2 separate regions of the Arachis hypogaea genome follow, and region 2 is linked to region 1. A link is a contact called in public Hi-C data. All regions are on one chromosome and are shown on one strand. Each heading gives the region's core, a stretch centred on a gene start, on an enhancer-like site or on the middle of the called end of the contact. The rest is flanking DNA. Distances are from core to core; before and after follow the strand shown.

The links. Hi-C and Micro-C count contacts between places; a contact is called where the count stands out from the background.
Region 2: a Hi-C map of leaf shows a contact between it and region 1, with 2.3 times the contacts expected there. The contact joins the promoter of LOC112702687 here to the enhancer-like site in region 1. A contact is called at or near these places in 2 of 8 Hi-C or Micro-C datasets (leaf and an unstated tissue).

Annotation. Positions count from the first base shown.
Region 1 is chr7:17,886,682-17,893,708 of arahy.Tifrunner.gnm2.J5K5, forward strand. No RefSeq gene overlaps it. Among protein-coding and RNA genes, the nearest start is that of LOC112704251, 17 kb to the right of the region's middle. Within about 2 kb of position 2,215, at least 3 of the 3 cell types and tissues checked have open chromatin away from gene starts, as enhancers often do.
Region 2 is chr7:17,921,583-17,928,043 of arahy.Tifrunner.gnm2.J5K5, forward strand. It overlaps LOC112702687 (CBL-interacting serine/threonine-protein kinase 11), which reads left to right and starts at 1,273. Exons shown (of 3, transcript XM_025753824.3): 1 at 1,273-2,257; 2 at 2,373-2,732; 3 at 3,453-4,764. The coding sequence starts at 2,075. The coding sequence ends at 4,280.

The DNA of each region.
Region 1 (7,027 bases), core at 965-3,464:
TGGTTTTATTTTTTGTGTTTTGATTCGTTGGTAACTCCTTTCATGTATTGGACAGGAGTTTTTGCTTAGTTTTGTAACCAAGCCACCCACCACTTGCGTGGGGTGACACAGGACTAAAAGAAAATTAGTAGTATGAATAAAAATATATACTAAAATAAATTTAGTAATATAATTTACAATTAGGATTATGTATAAGTATAAAAAATAATAATTTTATTTATATTTAGAATAATTATGTATAAGTGTTAAAATAAAAAATATTAATTAAAATTCAATTAGGGAGTCAACTCTAAATTATAAACTTTTAATTCAAAATTATAATTTTTTAAAAAATAACAATTTTTTAGAATAAAAAAAGAAAAATTAGTTAATGTTAGACAACTAAAAATTAATTTTTTATATTTTTTATTATTTAACAGATAGATAATATTTTTTCTTATCTCAATCAATTTTTGAAAAAATATATTGATAATTTTATTTATGTTTAAAAAACTAAGCTTTAATTTGGTAATTAATTAATTGGTTAGTTTTAGAAATAACATTATTACTACTTTTTTTAAATTTTGATACTAAGTCAAATTTAATAAAATATATAGTTTTGCATATTGAACTTAATAAATTTTTTTTATATAATTCTCAAAAAAATTATTTATAATTTATTGTTGGGACAAAAATAATATAACAATAGAGACAAATATATTCAATTATTATATATAATTACTAATAGTTTTTAAAATTCTAGCGGGAATAAGTGTCTCTTCTTTTCTTAATCAGGGTCCATCCCTGCTCACGTCCTTATTTTAGGAAGATGTTAATATTTGAATTTTATATATATATCAAGAATACTTTCTAATTATTCTATTAATTTTTATATTTTTGCGTCCTAATTATTTTTTAAAATAAAAGTTTTGTAATTATTGATGTTATTTACTTGGATTTAATTTTTATATACCGTTAATATTAAAAAAAGACATATATTTTTATTTATGTATTATAATATCAATTAAAATAATTACTTTTCACACTTATCACATATGTAATAGTTTAAGAAAAAGAATATAATTGTGTAAAGAACTTTTTAATATTAATGTATTAAAATTAAATTATTTTTAATTTGTATAATAAATTTTAATTAACTAGGTGATAATTAGTAGGTATGCCAATTATAATAAATTCTTTCATTAAATTGTAAGGTATGCCAATTATAATGATTATCCTTTAGTCATAATTTTATTGTGGTTGACAATGACATGCACTTCAATCATGCTTCTATAGGTTTTAAGATTGGAGATTAGAAGTTTTAGATGTTATGGATGAAAAAAGGTCTTTTTCTGGTAATAATGGATAATGAATTTTATGTAGTATCAAATTTTTGTGATGTCAATAGGTCCCATTGTTTTTGACCCCCCAAAAAAAAGGCTTTTTGTTGGCCAGAGAAAAACAAAAGATTCACACGCCTTTTTTCTTCTATCTTGAAAAAGAAATTTAATGCAAGTCCAAAACAAAAAAAAGAAAAGAAAAAGAAATTTAATGCTATATTTTTTGTAGGGAATTAATTTAGATGCAGTCCTACCATTTATTTTAAATATCATTCTAGTATACTTATACTATTGTCTACAGTGATTATAGTATTTTAAAAAATATTGTTAAAATTAAAATAATATTTTTTATTATTTAACAATGTTTTTAAAAAATATTACTAAAAGAAATATTACCAAAATATTAAAAAATATATAATTTTAATTTTAACAATATTTACATAATTACTGTAATTATCATAAATATAAAAATACTAGAATCCACCTTATTTTAAACAACATTCATGATGTTATTATTTATAAAATTAAATGGTTTGTACTTTGGAGCCATTTTCTTTTCTTAATAGTCCCTCCTCCTCAAATTAATCGTCTTTTTTAACATTTTGAGATTAATTTAAAATGGAATTATTAATTTTGAAAAACATTTTATAAATCTCTGAAACCAAATGTTTTGAGATTAAGCTACACGGTAGCTTTAACCATAAGTCATAAGTCATAAGTCATAAGTCATAAAGCATATGCTAAATAGCTATAGTTTCCCAAAGACTATTAGCTAGGCATCACAATCAGATTAGATAATAACTAAGTAAGATAGACCCCACATAATGTTACCAATGGCTCCATCCACCATAACCTAATTAATTAATTGACATGCATGAAACTCGTGTTAAAACTTAAATCGTACCCTACATGGCTAACTTATTCAATGGAACGCTGATTTGAATTTCCACTGTGTTCTGTACACTCTTCAAACTCGTCACATAACGCATGGAGTTTGGAAACATGGCCTTTTCATCACTTTTTAGTTTTTACACGCTTTCTTCTGGGTTACGTTGCTCCAACTTTTTTGGAGTTATTTACTTTAGTTTTGATAAAATGTTGGAATAAAATAGGTTTTTTTTTTATTTTGATTACATGAATAATTATTTAAAAGAACGGATTTTATGCTATTAGTATAATAAAATTTTATTTTATATAAAATTTTACATAATTATTTAATTATATTTGTTGTTTTATATGATTATTCATATGATTAATATAAAAAATAATTATTAAATATTATTTTATACTAATAATATATTAAAATTAAATTTATTTATATATTGTCTTACTTTTTTTTGTCTCTACTGCCTTATTACTTTAATGATACGTGGCCTATGAATTTTTTTTAATGTACCAAAAAATTAAAATAAAAGTGGCAATTAATATAAAATTCAAAGAATATATAGTGAAAAAAGTATTAGATAATTTGAGAACAATTTAATATTATAAAGGTTACTTTCTATTCCTCTTTCTCTTCAATAGTGTAATCAAACTCAAAGTTTAGGACGGCGGAAGCAGGTTGTGCGGCGATGGAAGTAGGTTGTGGCGTCGTCTGAGACGTGTTGCGGCGACGAGGATTGGCGAACGAGAGATACAGCAGAAGAAGAGGACGAGAGAATGGTGGTGATTGAAATTGAATGAAAAACCTTAGCAGACATGCTTCTTTTCTCTGAATCTGAAATTAAAAGGAAAAGAAAAAAATGTGTAAAAACAAAAAATTTGAGGGATCAAAATCTAATTAGTAATTTTTTAAAAAAAAGGGTATATTTTATAATTATTTTGATGATGGTTAATCATACGCCGTACGCCGTTACTCCTATGCTTGTTCATAGGATTTGCTTCCATGGCCTTCCATGGCCTTCGCTTTTAGCTCTGGGTTTTCGTATCCGTGAATTTAGTTATATTTGAATATACTGTCATCTAGACCAGATTGTTGTATGGATTCTGGATATCAATCAATCATTTGGCTAATCCAAGTTGGATCTTGTTGATTTTAAGGTAAAAAATATGTGGAATTGGATTTTTGACTTTTAGGTTCTATTATATGTTTAAACCATTTCAGATATACAAAGGTTTGTTTGTGAAAAGGTGTGGAAATGTCATTCACTTGTTCAATACTAAAGAGAAGTGATATATATCTTGTATGGCAAATTGTGATTGAAACAATATAATGTCTATTAGGTGAATTAGGTTTGAAATCATATTGCATTTTAGCTATCGCATAAAAAATATGGCCTTTGTTCTCTTCGTTATGTCATTAATTTACATAACTGCTGCTGTTTTGTTGTTTTAATATGGACTTATCTGATGCTGATCTCAAATCACTAGATTTTCTTTCTCTGTGCTTATGCAGCGGACACTGTGATAAAATAAAACCAAACTTTTGAATATCAGTGTGGTTGGTTTACATCTTCATCTTATCTTTGTTAGCTTTGTTAGAAATTAGAATTGGTTTTGATTTAGTATTTTCTTCTGATTTAATATCCATATAGCATTATGGTAATGAGATTTCTTGATCCAACCCTTTTTCTGCGTAACATGAGGTGAGTTAAAGATGGCAGATTTACCAGGATATTTGGGTTCTTGCTTGAGCACGGAAAAACTTGCCTTTTTGGCAATCTTAGTCTCTCAGAATATTGTCTTGTAAATTTTAGTCTGTGTTCTTCTCATTGTTAATAAATGCATCACATCTTATTGGTAACGAAGTAATTGTTGCTTACCTAGTTGCATCTGTGTTATGTGACAAGCATGTGCTTTGTATAATAATTGGTAGCCGATGCTAAGTGGTGAGATAAAACATCTCTATATTTATTTCTTGAAGATTTAAGGGAATGAAATGTTAATGTGACCGAACATTCCTCGTTTGTTATTACATTTAGTGTTTTGTTTTCTTGCAGCTATAACATATGTGCTACTCCCAATATCTCTGCTATTCTTTACGGGGTCTAATGGTTCTTCTGTATTTTCTGAATCAGATAGCAGGTAAACTGTTATTATTCAAGCATTAATTGAAAAACAATTTAAAAAGAAAAAAAAAAAAGATAAGATTGTATATCGAGGCAAGATTATTAATCATTCAACTTTCTATTTTGTGGTCTAATGAATGATGGAGCAACTAGGTGAATTTAGCCAAGTTCATGACTGGATTCTCAACTATTGGAAGTATTGCTATTCTAAGCATTCTAAATCATTATGTTGTTATTGGTTGGGAAGCCTTTACAATGGAGCTTTCATCTTTCTTCGTGTTTGTATTAGTCATATTGTGTTTCATGGGGATGAGTGATAAAGGTGACTATTACAGTATGATATGAGATAGAAATCTATTAGACATAATTTCATGTGTAAAAATAGATTTATTCTTTGTACGTGCTATTGGTTCTCTTGCTTTTATAAGCTTTCACTTAGATATTTTCCCCGTTTCAAATCATTGAAATTGAATGCCATTACCATGTTGCTGAAAACGATTTTCAAACCTCAGCAACTGTAAGGGAGCTTTTGGCCAAAACATACGGGAACTTGACGTACTTTGCATATGTATGTATGATTTACCGTCAGTTGGGGAATGAGACAATAGTGTTATTATCATAATTGAGTTACACTTGTTTAGATAGTGGATTGCCACTTTAATACAATCGTGAATTAAACTCTTAGAAAAGGAATTTAATCAATTTATCATAATTACGGTGTCCTGAGTTTTTTCTTATAGAATTATTAAGGCTAATGATATTTTTGTTGAATTTGATTGAGAAATTGGATTGATATTCTAATAATTGTTTATGAAGGAACTTGTTAATGCGGGATGAAGTAAGGATAAAGATTTTTTTTTTGGATGTAAGTAAGGATAAAGATTAAGAATGTGTTTAGAAAGCATAAAATTAGAATTTTCTTGAGAATTAAATTCTTTTTCTTTCTTTTAAAACATAAAAATTACATGAATTTAAACTCTTTTAAAAATTTTAATTCTCATCTTCAAGCCCAAAATAAATCACAAATCCAACCTAATGAAATTTGAATTTAAAGTTAAAATATCTAAACTAACCCTAACATAATTTAATTTTTTAAATATTCCCATTTCTCTTTTCTTTTCTCCCTTCCCTCAATATGAGGGTAACATAATAATATTACATATATTTTAACCATTCTTTTTTCATTTAATTTATTTTATTCCAAATTTAAGAAGTAGGGTGAGAATTGAATCGCAAATCAATTTTTTCTAGAATTCAATTCAATTCCATCTCATTAAAATTTTCAAACACACTTTAATTAAGTGTAAATTCTGAAACTAAGCAGCATTTGCAATAGCCACCAAAGGATTCAAGAGGACCAATCATATGAATGTTAGTACAACCAAGGAATTCATTTGCCCATGGCAGCAAATCTCTCTTAAGTTTCTAGACTAACAAAATCATTAACAAAAACATAATTTTCTGACCACAGTAATCACCTTGGAAAAATATGAGCATCAAACAACTCAGAACATATGCTTAATTCTAGAGTGTCTTTTTCTCACTTTCTTCTCTATTCTGCATTCTGCAAAATATTTTCAAGTACATTTAGAAAATGCAGCATGAAAAGAGTAGGACCTCCACAACTCAAACCACCACAGATTAGAGCATCTGAATGGATGAACAATGCTAATTATTGACATAAAGATTCACATCAATTGTATTTTCCATTTAAAAAAGCACAATCATTTGTTCTTTGCACACAACCACACCACATAACAATTGTACTGCACATTAATTAGGGAAAAATTAACACATAGCACGCCCAAGTCAACTAAGAATCTAAGATATCCTGGACAAAGTCAAAAATTGTCTCAAAATCAGAATCTACAGAGTGATAGTGAATAATGCAAAGTATATAGTTCATTCACAGTCACAATTAAAAAGAACAACAATTAGGAATACTAAAATTCAACATCGAAAGGAGCTAAATTTCATTTGAAGCAGAACCTCTAACACCAAAAATCACATAAAAATCACATAAATTCTCAATCTTTTTTCGAGCTTACGGTGTCAGAAGACAACGTGAAACTGCGGCGTGTTGGATTCAACGGCGGGGAGGAACTCTATCCCTACAGTATTTTCACTACAGTATCATCAATCAAGGCAAAATCCTTGGAGTCAACAATCAGCTCAATCACATCCTGCCCAAAAGCTTCCTCCGCAGCATAACCATACATATTTTCAGCACTCCGGTTCCTGCAAAATCATTGCAAATCAAATTCAAGAGAGTGAAGGGGTGGAGAAAACTCTAAATATAGGTCCCTCACTCCTCACAATTCATGCAATCAACAAGACAAGGACAAAACATATCAAAACCAACATGCACATCCATTTTTAGCTAATACGGATTGCGCTGCGAAGATGAGTGGACGAGAGAGACGACAAAGGGAGAGGAAGAGAAAATGCATCCATGAATTGAAAAGGCATAATGATTAACTAACCTCCAAGCGTTGAGGCAACGTCTTGCGTGGCGGAAGCAGGTTGCGCGGCGACGGAAGCAGGTTCCGCGACGGCGGAAGCAGGTTGCGGTGTCGTCTGAGGCGTGTTGCAGCGGCGAGGATTGGCGAACGAGAGATACAGCAGAGGAAGAGGATGAGAGAATGGTAGTGATTGAAATTGGATGAAAAACCTTAGCAGACATGCTTCTTTTCTCTAAAT
Region 2 (6,461 bases), core at 23-2,522, 34 kb after region 1:
CAATTATCAAGAAAAATATTTCTGCATGCAAAAGGACTCAACTGAACACACTAACAATCAAGTGAATGAAAATGAGTAACTCTACTGAACCGAGCAATATTCATGTGCTGAATAAAACGTTATAAACATTCAATCATCAAGAATAGTATTTCTCTATGTAAAAGAAGTCAACTGAACACGCTAACAATCAATTGAATCGAAATTAGCAACTCCACTGAACTGAATGAAAATAAGAACACATTTCATTTCAAACCCTAGTTACACTATAAAAATGGAATCAGAATATGTCGATCTACTAAACGAAGCAACTCAATCCATTAAACCTAAAATACAACTAGAAGAAACGCGAGATTGCAAGATTTTAAAGGAACAGTAATTTTTCTTATACTTTTCGTAGTCTCTGTTGCTATTTTCGTTCATTTTTGCTTCTTTCTTCCGAAATCTTCTCGTGATTCTTCTCCAGTAGCGGTTTCAATGTTGAAGAAGGAACGTTTTTTCTTAATGAAGCGCAAATGAATATTTAACGTTTCATGTGTTTGGGTGCGTGAAAGTCACGTTTTATTTAATGAGATTGAGTTTTTTTAGTATTGGACTAGCTTGGATGAAAAATTATACCAATGTGTAACATAACTGTAAATATATATTCTAAAGTAATATTTTAAAAATCATATTTTGATGCTTTTTTGCAAACATCATTACAAAAATAAAATCTTTTCATCCTCAAAATTTTGTAACTTTTATGTCAAGTGATTTTTTTTAAAAAAATATTATTGTGAATTACTAATTTTTAAAAAAATAAAAAATTTTAAAAATCAAATTTTACTTTGATTTTTTAATATATCTACTAAATATTTATTTAAATATTGATACAAAAATTTAAATTAAATGAATAACTTATTTACTAAATACGAAAATTTAACATTTATAAAAAATATCATATTTATTGATTATCTTTGTTATATTTTTAAATAATTTAAAAATTATTTTATTAATAATATTTTTTAAAAAATTTTTTGTTATATCAAATATTTTAAATACTAAATTAATAGTTAATTCTAAAAAAAAAAGACAAAATGATGAATGTAAATTGAAAAAATTAAGTCTATTTTTATTTCATAAAAGAGACGGCTCAAGTCGGCACCGACGTGTCATTTTTAATTACTAAATTATATTCAACTTATCAACTATATCTTCTAATCACAATGCAACATGTGTATGGCCAATTATAATTACCTCTCAATATACCTAAAAAAAGAAAAAGTAATAAAAAACAGCGTGACTACTCTTTCCGCTTTCAAAACAAAGCTGCAAGTTACTTAGCTTTCTTCAATTCAACTCCCAAGTCCCAACTATATACCCGCGTAGCCCAAAAACACGGAAACGAACCCTTTTTTTTTTCTTCAATAAACTAAATCTTTTTTATATTTAAAAGTGAGAATTTTCTGTTATATACTAAATAATCTTTTCGAAAACAACATTAATTTTCTCATCAGTTTTTTAAAGAACTAATCTTATTTAATACAAATAAATATCCAACAAAATAATGATAAATACAAATAATAAAAGATAAATTTAAAATTTAAAATATTAATTAATTGCTGACAAATTTAATTTTAAATATTTTCCTTTTCGGGATCCAGATACAGGTTGAGAATTTGAGAATTGAGATACAAATAACTACTCGTCTCTGTCTTTTATTAGGGAGGAGAGATGTAATTTTAATTTTTTGGGGAAAAAAAACGCAAAAGCATAGGAAACCTTTGTCCTGAAAGCAAATTTTAGAAAAATATAAATACGGAAACAACCATAAAATAATAAAGAAAACAAGCGCCGTGCAATTCCGAACATCCTGTGTTTCCGCACAAAATAACGGAATGAGAACCCACAAAACAAGAAAAATAAACGAAAACACCATATTCCGCAATAAATCAAAAACTTTTTTACGAGCGAATTCAAAAACACCAATCACCACATCAAATTCTCTCCTTCTCAACTATTTATTCTTTCATAGCTTTTAGATCGAAAAAAAGAAAAAAAAAAATAAGAAGTTCGGTCTCTGGTGTCAAAAATCACGATGCCAGAGATCGAACAGGCGCCGCCGCATGCGGCGTCGGCAACTACTAACACCTCCACATCCACGGTCACCACCTCCGCCTTATTTGGAAAATACGAGCTAGGAAGACTCCTAGGATGCGGCGCGTTCGCGAAGGTTTACTACGCGCGGAACGTGAAAACGATGCAGAGCGTGGCGATAAAGGTAAATAACTAATAATAATTAAGGAATGATTTGCTGAAACTTCTGAATTTTGAATCGAATTCTTCAATGTGATCGAATTCGTTAAAATACGTATTTGAATTTGTGGAATGCGTAGGTGATAAGCAAGAAGAAGATAATGGGAACGTCACTGGTTTCGAACGTGAAGCGCGAGGTTTCGATCATGAGCAAGCTCAACCACCCGAACATCGTGAAGCTGCACGAGGTGCTGGCGACGAAGACCAAGATCTATTTCGTGTTGGAGTTCGTTAAAGGCGGTGAGTTATTTGCTAAGGTTTCGAAAGGGAGGTTCAGCGAGGATCTCGCCCGCAAGTATTTCCAGCAGCTTATCTCCGCCGTAGGGTACTGCCACTCGCGCGGCGTTTTCCACCGTGATTTGAAGCCGGAGAATCTCTTGCTTGATGAAAATGGGAATCTCAAGGTCTCCGATTTTGGACTCAGTGCCGTCAAAGACCAGGTCAGCCCCAAAATACTGTAATTTGCATTTACAGCATCATTTTGTTATTTTGTTCAGTTAATTTGTTGGGGAATTTGATTTTTCATCAGGAATTTGAACAAAAAAATTTCTGTCAAAATTCTTACCGTAATGAAATGAAATGCTAGAGCTCAAATTAGAGTTCAGAGTAATTAATGTGATAGATGGTGGATTTTACAGTCCTGTGTTTAGGGTAATCAATGGTGCTGGAGAATTGCTTCTAAATTTATGAATTTAATTAATTTGTTACAAAATTAAATGGTTTGTTGAAGAAAAAGTTTATTTGTCCCATCATGGTTTGGATTTGTGGTTGCAATTCTAGCTGCAGTAAAATTTGCAGTTGATGCTGCTGTAATTGTTGTAAAGGGCTAGAAAATTGTAACATCAATGCCGTAATCTTGGTTGCAGAGTTTAAAATCATGGCTTGCACATTAATTTAGTAATTTATATTGAGGATAATGTACGGAAACAATAATAATATTAATTTAGTTGAATTAATATTTTCTGGAACACCAATCTTTCTTGCTCTAAAACAATTAATGATCTCTCTCCTATAATGACAGGTACACCTTTATTATGAGTAGGTCCAATTTTCTATTATGATTTCTAGGAATTTTGAATGATACACGTCAAATAATGGTGGTTTACATGTGAATGATCGAACATGCCTAATTAATAATCGGTCATCTATTCTTTTTGCAGGTGAGGTTTGATGGGTTGTTGCACACGTTGTGTGGCACTCCGGCGTACGTGGCACCGGAGATTCTGGCAAAGAAGGGCTACGACGGTGCAAAGGTTGATGTATGGTCTTGTGGGGTGATTCTCTTTGTTCTTGCAGCAGGGTACCTACCTTTCAATGATCCAAACTTGATGGTGATGTACAAGAAGATCTACAAGGGGGAGTACCGGTGTCCACGGTGGATGTCACCGGATCTACGACGGTTCCTTTCAAGGGTTCTTGACATCAACCCCGAGACAAGGTTCACCGTTGATGAGATCACCAGGGACCCTTGGTTTAGAAAAGGCTACAAGGAGATCAAGTTTCATGAGGATTGGAATCTTGGGTCTGAGGACAAGGTGAAGGAATTGAATGCTTTTGATATAATCTCATTCTCTTCTGGTTTGAATCTTTCTGGATTGTTTGTTGGCGGTGGTGCCTCCACATCAGCGGCCGCAGAGGACACTGAGAGGCTCATGCTCAAGGGTTCAGTTGAGGCGGTTTTGGCTAGGGTGGAGGAGGTGGCTGTGGCAGAGGGGCTTATAGTAAGAGGGTTGAAAGAATGTGGTGTGGAGCTAGAGGGGCAAAATGGTAATTTTGGGCTTGTGGTGGAGGTTTGCCGGGTAACTGCCAACCTGGTTGTGGTGGAGGCAACGAGGAAAACCGGGGATCTCTTCGGATTTAGGGATATGTGGAGGAACAAACTGACACCTAAGCTGTTAAGTAATGCTACCACAGAAAGTGATAGCATTTCTGATTCAGCAGAGACTCAATCGGAGATTTCCGAGTCTGAGCAAGTTGCTAGTGTCTGATCTTATTCTGTCCCTTTCTTTTAATCCATTTTCTTTCCCCTTTTTTTTTTAAAAAGGTCTTTTGTTGGAAAAACAAAGATATATATACATATATAGGTTGAAATATTTGTTGTTTATTATTGTTATTGTATCCAAAATGTACATTTTGGTGGGTCATGTTGTAGTTCTGGCACACATGGGATTATTACTGCCAATGGTGGTGTTGCTGTTGAGAGACCCAACGCAGTAATCATGGTGGGTCATGGTGTAGTTTTGGCAGCCATGGATATTGCCAATGTTTGAACTGTAGGATGATGTTGATTGGAGGATTGGTGGAGACTCCAGCAATGATGATGATGATGATGAATATTTATGCTTCTTGTTTACCTTTTTCTTTCCCTCTCTTTGTAAATGTTGAAAATAAATTAAGGGTGTCTTACTGTATTGTTTATATATCAGACAATTGTCTGGCTTCCCTCATAATGGAAAGCAAAAATTAGAATAATTATTACTCTATTTATATAGCTTGCCTTTTCTTCTTGTTTTTCTCAATTGTTGGCAATTTTATGCCTTGTTTTTCCAAATCTTTTATATGCCAAAGGAGTCTAATAAAGTGTGTTTGGGATAAAGTATACTGAATACTAGTAGTTTATGATTAAGGTGTGTTTTATGGTATCTATAAAATACATATGATTCAACTTTATAAAAGAGTGGGTTCCATCAATTAACACTCACGTTTTGGCAATTTAGGCACAAATTTATAGGCACCATGTGACTAAGGCAGTGCTTGATTTTGGAACTCAAATACAAGGACTATACAAAAATTTTATTCTTGAAGAACACATATTCTTGAACTCTATCTCTGATTTCAATAATTCTTTTGTATCTCCTTATGGTTCTGTCAAACTCTAGTGTTGCTTGCAGAGGATAAGAGGTTCACATGTAGTAGCAGTTATATTATTTGTCTTTTGCTTTAGGTGTTTTGCATATAGTACAAGTAAAGGTCCAAAAGTTGTAACACAAGATAAATAAATCAAGCTTTACATGCATGCACTGTGCTGTAGCATTCTCTCCCTATGTTTGGTTAACAGCCATGCAGATTTCATGGCAATAATTCATGGGTATATGTGATCGAGTCTTACATGCCAAACCTATTGGGCACCGTGGGGAGCTCTTGATTATTATTAGAGAAATTTTAGAAAGTAACTAAGAGAACACAAAATAAAAATGCTATATTCAACTCAAAACCTTAAAATATTAAGTTAATGAAGTCTTTATCTTATAAATTTACTATTTTTCCTTGTTTTTTTTTATTTGCAGTTAATTTATTAACTTCTTCACATTTATAACCTTAACAATCTCCCCATCAAGTGTGAGCTTTAACATTGAGCATCAATTTTCTCTTTTTTTTTTGCCTCTCCCACTTTTTGGCTCCTTCACCATATTTGAGTATTCATCAATTACACTGCCATATTTCACTGTAGAATACGCTGCCCAGACCACCCTTGTTGAGAAATCATTTGTTAACTTGTTACGATTTGAGTTTCTTGCCTAGATTCTATATGATCGAGACCTATTAGAATTTAAAAAAAAAACTTGATTGTTGTTCCGAGAGCTCTAAATTTTTCAAATTAATCTTGTTATTGTTGTCGTTTTGAAAATGTTAGAGAATATCAATTAAATTTCTAAGAGCTCTAGTAAATCTCAGTCACATAAAACTTATGTAAAAAATCTAAATCATGACTAGTTAATGTGTCAAATATAGTGGTTGTCTTCTTTTGTTGGGAAGATATATTTTATAAAATATACATTTTCTTTGAAAGCAGATGATATTTAATTTAGAAAAAAATCTAGAATGTTTAAATGGATTAAGTTACACATATATGTTGGAACTTTTTTCACCTATACTGTATTTTAACATGGTAAGGACAAGTTTAACTAAGAACAAATTTAGCTAGAGAATGAGCCACTAAATTTCCTTATAACAAGGAATTTTTGACAACTTCGACACCTTTACAATATAAGAAATGCATAAGTTTTTATTAAGGGATAATTTTCATAACTTAGCACATCAAGTGCAGGAGATTTTGGAATAAAAATAAACGTTACAAAGCATGTTTTGAAAAATGCCAAATTACACATTTCAAAATTTAAAAATAACGCAGACAGTATATTTGTTATTTGAACCAAAATAAAATAAAT